Regions from separate parts of the Mus musculus genome. Here region 1 is linked to region 2. The links are chromatin contacts, called in public Hi-C maps. All regions are on one chromosome and are shown on one strand. The core of a region is the stretch at or near the end of the contact, and the rest is flanking DNA. Distances in the headings are between cores, read along the strand shown.

Region 1 (2,843 bases), core at 269-2,768, 2.1 Mb after region 2:
TTGTACAATTATGAGCCTTCTAGTCATCAGTTTTTCCACTTGCCTTTTCAAAAAATAGCCTATGCTGCAGAAAATACATTCGACAGTCTGAAATATGTAATTCTACAGCACATACAGAATTTGCAGAAAGATCACGACTGTCATTTGTCACACACATATACACAAGCACACTATGGATGCATAACCTCTGATAGTTAGTGAAGAAACTGGAATAACAAGAGCAATGGCAGGACAATAGAATACAGATGCTGGATTCAGATCTAGTTTCTAGTAAACACTCAAAGGTTTTCCTGTGGCAAAATGTAACCAGGGTAAGTTCCACTACCTCACTAACTTTCCATTTTCCGGCTTAAAAATATAATAACCTAACAACCTTCACGAGCCTCTTGAAAGGATGAATGACAATATATGTGCAAACCATGTGGTACTGTTACACACTAATATCAGCTATCGTTATATTATTGCTCAAAAACCACGGGTTTCAGTTAGAAAAAAAAAACTGTAATAGTGAAACAAAATCCTGCCCCGGTATAGGCTAATGCTTAAGTCAGCCATGCTTCCTACTTCTGTGTCTTCCAGGACGCAAAAAGCAAAACGACCATTACCACAAACCTCAAGAATGGTAACTCTCAGGAAGTTGTCCAGAACCTCCAGGATGAGATCCAAAGGTCACTATCTACATGGGAGGACGCAACGCTGTGTAATCGATAAGGCGCGGGTGCGGCATTGACCTGCAACCTCGTCTCTTACCTTGCAACGCCGCTGTGCACACACACACAGTGCTTTTGTTCTTTGGAAGTGGGTGTGGAAAGCAAAGACAAGCAGAGCAAAGGATAGGGAATGAAACAGACACCTCTCCCCACAGAAGAAGCCAAACAACGGCGCACCCCTCGGTGAACGGAGATCCAAATACAAGTCGAACGTGGGTAGCTCCCTAACTAGCGGGACTGCAATTTCGGGCTTTTCAAACTCTAGAAATGAAAAGAGGAAGCGACTCGGGAAGCGGAGGAGAAATCAAGCCTGAAAGGGACCCTGGGGATGTTCTGTCACTCGTCCACAAGCACGCTGCCCTCCGCGACTGTCCGTGGCTCTTGCAAGACCACGTGTCCCGCATCCGCACCGTGGAGCAGAGACAAAGCAAACACCTGGAGGCGGCGGCGAGCCTCGGGCTGCCGGAGATGTCGCCTCTCCCGGTCCTCACCTGCCGTGGCTGCGGGCAGCAAGCGATCTGCGGGAGATGCTTGAGCCCATCCAGGTTTCGGTTCCTCCCCCTTTAATTGCGGGGGCGAGGGAAGGACGCTTGTGCCGAGGCGGCTCTCGGAGGCGTGGACCTGAAGCTTCCCTCGCCGGCCACCGCGGAACCGCTGGCACTGGCACACCTCAGGAGCCTCCGACACGCCTCTTCCCTGCCCGCCCTCCACAGGGCTCCCACGGAAACTGCACCGGCCGGAACAGTTTCCGGCGGACCAACGACCCGCCTGAGCCTTCCTGTTCCACAAGCGCCACCAGAACTCCGACCCCCGGCAGTTCCGCTTCCGGTAGCACCAGATAAATCGCGAGAGGAGAGTTAAAAACCTGCCGTTTGCACTTAGGACCACTTCGGTGAGTGGTCGTTCTAGTGTGTTCTGTCATACCTATTTTTCTTTATTTTTTTCTTCATTTTTTTTAAAAACGGAGACGTAGCCTTCCAGTAACTTTAAAACGGTCCCCTTCGACTGCTCTAAGGACGGGTTTGACTAGCGGAGGTTTCGCGCAGGCGCCGTTTGGGGCGGGAGGGCCTTGAACTTGCACAGCGCCGCGGATGGTGGCTGCAAAGAGGCGAGGACTGTTGGGCTCAGGGAGGTGGCGACTCGGTATAATTGAGCTGTCAACGGTCCTTTTCCTGCTTAGGCAAGGATTAGCGGGACCTAGCCCTCAGGGGTCCGTTAACGAGGTGTCAAAAAGCTTGCGGAGCTCTCCCTTGCCGGCGGCGGCGAATGCTGGACTGCCTTCAAAACTCGAGTGCAGCGGCGCTTGTCCGAAGCTGGAGGAGTTTCGTCCTGCATAGTAGTCACCATTCAGTGTGAAAACGTACACCTGTGTAAAGGAACGAGCTCAAGGGGGGTGGGGTGGGGACCTTAAAGCTCTAAAGGGAAAATACACTTTTTAAAAAAATCTCAATTTTCAAAATGGACCTGAATTTGTCCTGTGCGGCTTTATCTGTATGCATATGGAAATAAAGGGAAAAGAGGCAGGGTATGGTCTGAAGTATTGCCGCCTCAGGCTTATCCCTGCCTCCTCCCAGTTAATATATAATTGTACGGGTTCAGTTTTCAGAGATTAAAGCAGAATAATTCAAAAGTCGGAACCCTAATCCCACAATCCTGTGTTTATTAAAACATTACAACTTTTGTGTTTTGAAGTTAGAATACAAACTTACTGTGTAACCTTTCATTGGCTTTAATAGTAGCTTCATGCTAAAAATAAAAAGAATAGTTAATTGTTTTCATTGGTTACGCAAGACAAAATTATAGATGTTAAGCAATAAGTATTGGTAAAAATATTTGTTGTTCTTAACGTTGTACGAGGAACATGCTGTAAAGACCTAATCAAATATCCTGATGAAATTGCAACACTTTGGTGCTCAGCTTTTAACGGAATGCATATGCCCAGCTGCCTCACCCGAGCTGACCGGCCTCCCTATCATGGGACACAGGGCTGTCCAACTGTGACTCAGAATAAACCATTCTCCTTGGTGCCTTTCCTGCTCATTTTATAGTAACAGTGACACGGTAGCTAATGTGGGCAGCTCTCACAATTGAGAGGCTTCTGTACAGCAAAGGAAACATTTGAGTGAAAAGATA
Region 2 (2,700 bases), core at 98-2,597:
GAGTTGACAACAGGGCCATATCCTCAGATGTGCGCTTCCAAGCCTTGTCAGAGACAAGAAGTTACAAATCGCTCGCTCTGCTCCCGGATAGACTTCAAAGGCAGAGAAGCCAGGGGAGAGAGGAAGGAAGTGAGATATTTACAGAACTTAATGGGGCGGAGATTTTGATCACATCTTGACAAACTCAAAAAAAAAGAGCAGATATGGTCTGTAAAGGCGCAGTTCCCAGTTCCCTTCTAAAACTGTAACCATGAAACCCGGGAGTTTTATACGTAGAGGAGTGAATAAGGAATTTTCCTTATTGATACTGAAATGTCTAACTTAAAGAAAGAAAGAAAGAAAGAAAGAAAGAAAGAAAGAAAGAAAGAAAATAGATCTTACAGGCGTCCCCTCCCCCAACAAAAACAAACAAAAAAGAGTAAAGACCCACTTCACTTCTGTGACCATAAACTTTGGAGAACGCCGCTTTTTATGGTGTCCTCATAGACTGGCGGGACACAGAAGGAAAGAAAGAAAGAGAAGGCTTGAGGAGTAAAGACATCTCTGAATTCTGCTCAAGCGTTAAACTGACAAGGGCACTCGTTCTTTGTTGACACTTCTGCAGTGACTTCTTTGGTGAGCTGCACCCTGTGCCAATACATCTTTCACCACCACCACCACCACCACCACCACCACCACCACCACCACCACCACCATTGCACAGGGCAAGTTAAACTCATCCTAGAACCAGCATGGGAAACATGCACACACACCTCCAAAGAGCCTTTGTTATTTAATTCATGACACTCTGCACAAGCACGCCCAAACCAATACACACAGCACTCCAAAAACGTCACTCTCCCGGCTCTAAGCACACTTCACTATGGCTTGATTTGGTGTCATATCCTTGAACATGCATTTACCCGATGAGTTGCGTCTCTTGGTGCTCCTCAGTTCTGGCTATTTCTTTTGTCTTATAAAAGATCAGGAGTAGACTTATAGTGCAGATGGTCCACCGTTTTCTAATTGAGCGCATCTTGGGTGCCCGGGAAAGTCCTGGTTGTCCCAGCTCAGGCACCTTCTCCTGGTATAAAGGCTCCGTTTTGGGATGATAATCAAGGGGGAGAAATCTGAAAATTGCGAAGGGAGCGTGGAGCCGAGATCCCAGAATCAGGTCGCTAGGATGTTCAGCGGTGGAGCTCTCCCGGTTCTCCAGCGCTGCCCAGCTCCCTGCCGCGCAGTTAGCGCTTACCGGGCCCGGGTCGCTCTGCGCCGCCTCCCTGGGGCTCAGGTTTCTTTTCAAATGTGACACCTTGTGCATTGGAGGTGGCGGTTTCTTCTGCAGCTGGGCTCGGGGGCGTCACTGGCCCTTTCCTCGCCGTAGCAGGGAAACGATAAGCAAGGCCAGCCAATCACCGTGCTGAGGGGGCGGAGGCTGCTGTTGCCTTGCGTTACTGGCGGCTGCTCGGAGAGTCGTTGTGAGCTCGGTCTGCACTATGCCGGGTGGAGGAAGCTCACAGTCGCACGCGGACGCGTTCTTGCGCACATGCCCCCAAACCACAGACACACACAGAACCACACTATCTCCTAGGACGCCCAAACGTCAAGGCTCCAGATCCGCCAGCTTCGACACCAGCATTCATCTCATCTGAGAAAGATGAGACTCATCCCACCAGAGGAACGCAATGGCTAGGGATAAGGATAGCTCGAGAAAGCAGCCTATCATTCAAAGCGTGTTTGCTAAACATACGTAAACGCACGGGCGAATAAACCCGACCGAAGCACAGTGAAATCCAACAGGGAAGTGGAAGGGGAACGTTCATTATTCAGTGCACAACTCTGTCTGGAAAATACGATTATTCACAGGAGCTGATGAGCTGATCTCGCCCGCAGAGTGGATGGGTAATGAGGATCCCAGCTTGAAGCTTGAGGTAAGCAAGTGAAGTCGGAGGCATCCTTACGAACATTATGGACACTTCTGTGACCCACGCGTTGTCGTTTGGAAACTCCTCACGAAGTGAAGGCAAATCCAATGCCATTTAAACTTCACTGCTGAGACCAGAATTCTGAGAAAAGGCAGCGTCCTCCGGCACACCCACCAACACATTCGTAATCCTAGGGAAGAAGAAAGGAAGGGTAAAAAGCAGGAAAGGCAGGCTCCTCTTGAAAATCCAACTGAAGTGTATTGGGCTCTGATTTTCACCCCTCTTCCCGCCTACCTTTTTTTTTTTTTTTTTTTTTTTTTTTTTTTTTTTTTTTTTACTTCTATTGTATTGTGCAGCTGGCGCGCTTTCTGAGTATTCTAGCTGAGCACCTCTCCATTCCTAGTTTCTGGCACATTCAAGAGAGCTGACTGCTCAGGCTTATCACACCTAACATCTACATGCTTCCTCAGCAGGAGACAGAGCCTGGAAACCAGACTCCTTCCTATCTGTGTGCCTTGGCCCCAGGATTCCAGAGGCTCTGAAGTCTGACTTCCTGCTCCTTCACTGAGCAGTACCTTTGCTAGTCCATTAGCCCATTAAGTTTGCACTTTCCACATCAGCAAATGAGAAGGCTCACCACCAGGATTTGGGTATCCTTGGACTTAGGAAGAATTCAGAGTGACTCAAGGAGCAGCATTAAGTAGAAAGACATGACCCTTGCTTAAAACCCGAGGTTCTAGAACCTTTGCCTAGCTGCTGAGGTCTTTAAAAGTAAACCAACAGAGCTTAGTATAAG

What was found. Hi-C and Micro-C count contacts between places; a contact is called where the count stands out from the background.
Region 1: a Hi-C map of CD8 T cells shows a contact between it and region 2, with 5 times the contacts expected there. The contact joins the promoter of Gin1 here to the promoter of St8sia4 in region 2. A contact is called at or near these places in 4 of 39 promoter capture datasets (the C10 cell line, the HPC-7 cell line, cranial neural crest and 1 more), 2 of 484 Hi-C or Micro-C datasets (B cells and CD8 T cells) and 2 of 115 datasets of contacts at active chromatin or transcription factors (astrocytes and large pre-B cells).

Annotation. Positions count from the first base shown.
Region 1 is chr1:97,768,654-97,771,496 of GRCm38.p6, forward strand. It overlaps Gin1 (gypsy retrotransposon integrase 1), which reads left to right and starts at 1,519. Exons shown (of 8, transcript NM_026250.3): 1 at 1,519-1,602. It overlaps Ppip5k2 (diphosphoinositol pentakisphosphate kinase 2), which reads right to left and starts at 1,439. Exons shown (of 28, transcript NM_173760.5): 1 at 1,202-1,439.
Region 2 is chr1:95,666,247-95,668,946 of GRCm38.p6, forward strand. It overlaps St8sia4 (ST8 alpha-N-acetyl-neuraminide alpha-2,8-sialyltransferase 4), which reads right to left and starts at 1,348. Exons shown (of 5, transcript NM_009183.2): 1 at 903-1,348. The coding sequence starts at 1,015. It overlaps Gm30431 (predicted gene, 30431), which reads left to right and starts at 1,455. Exons shown (of 4, transcript NR_166710.1): 1 at 1,455-1,910.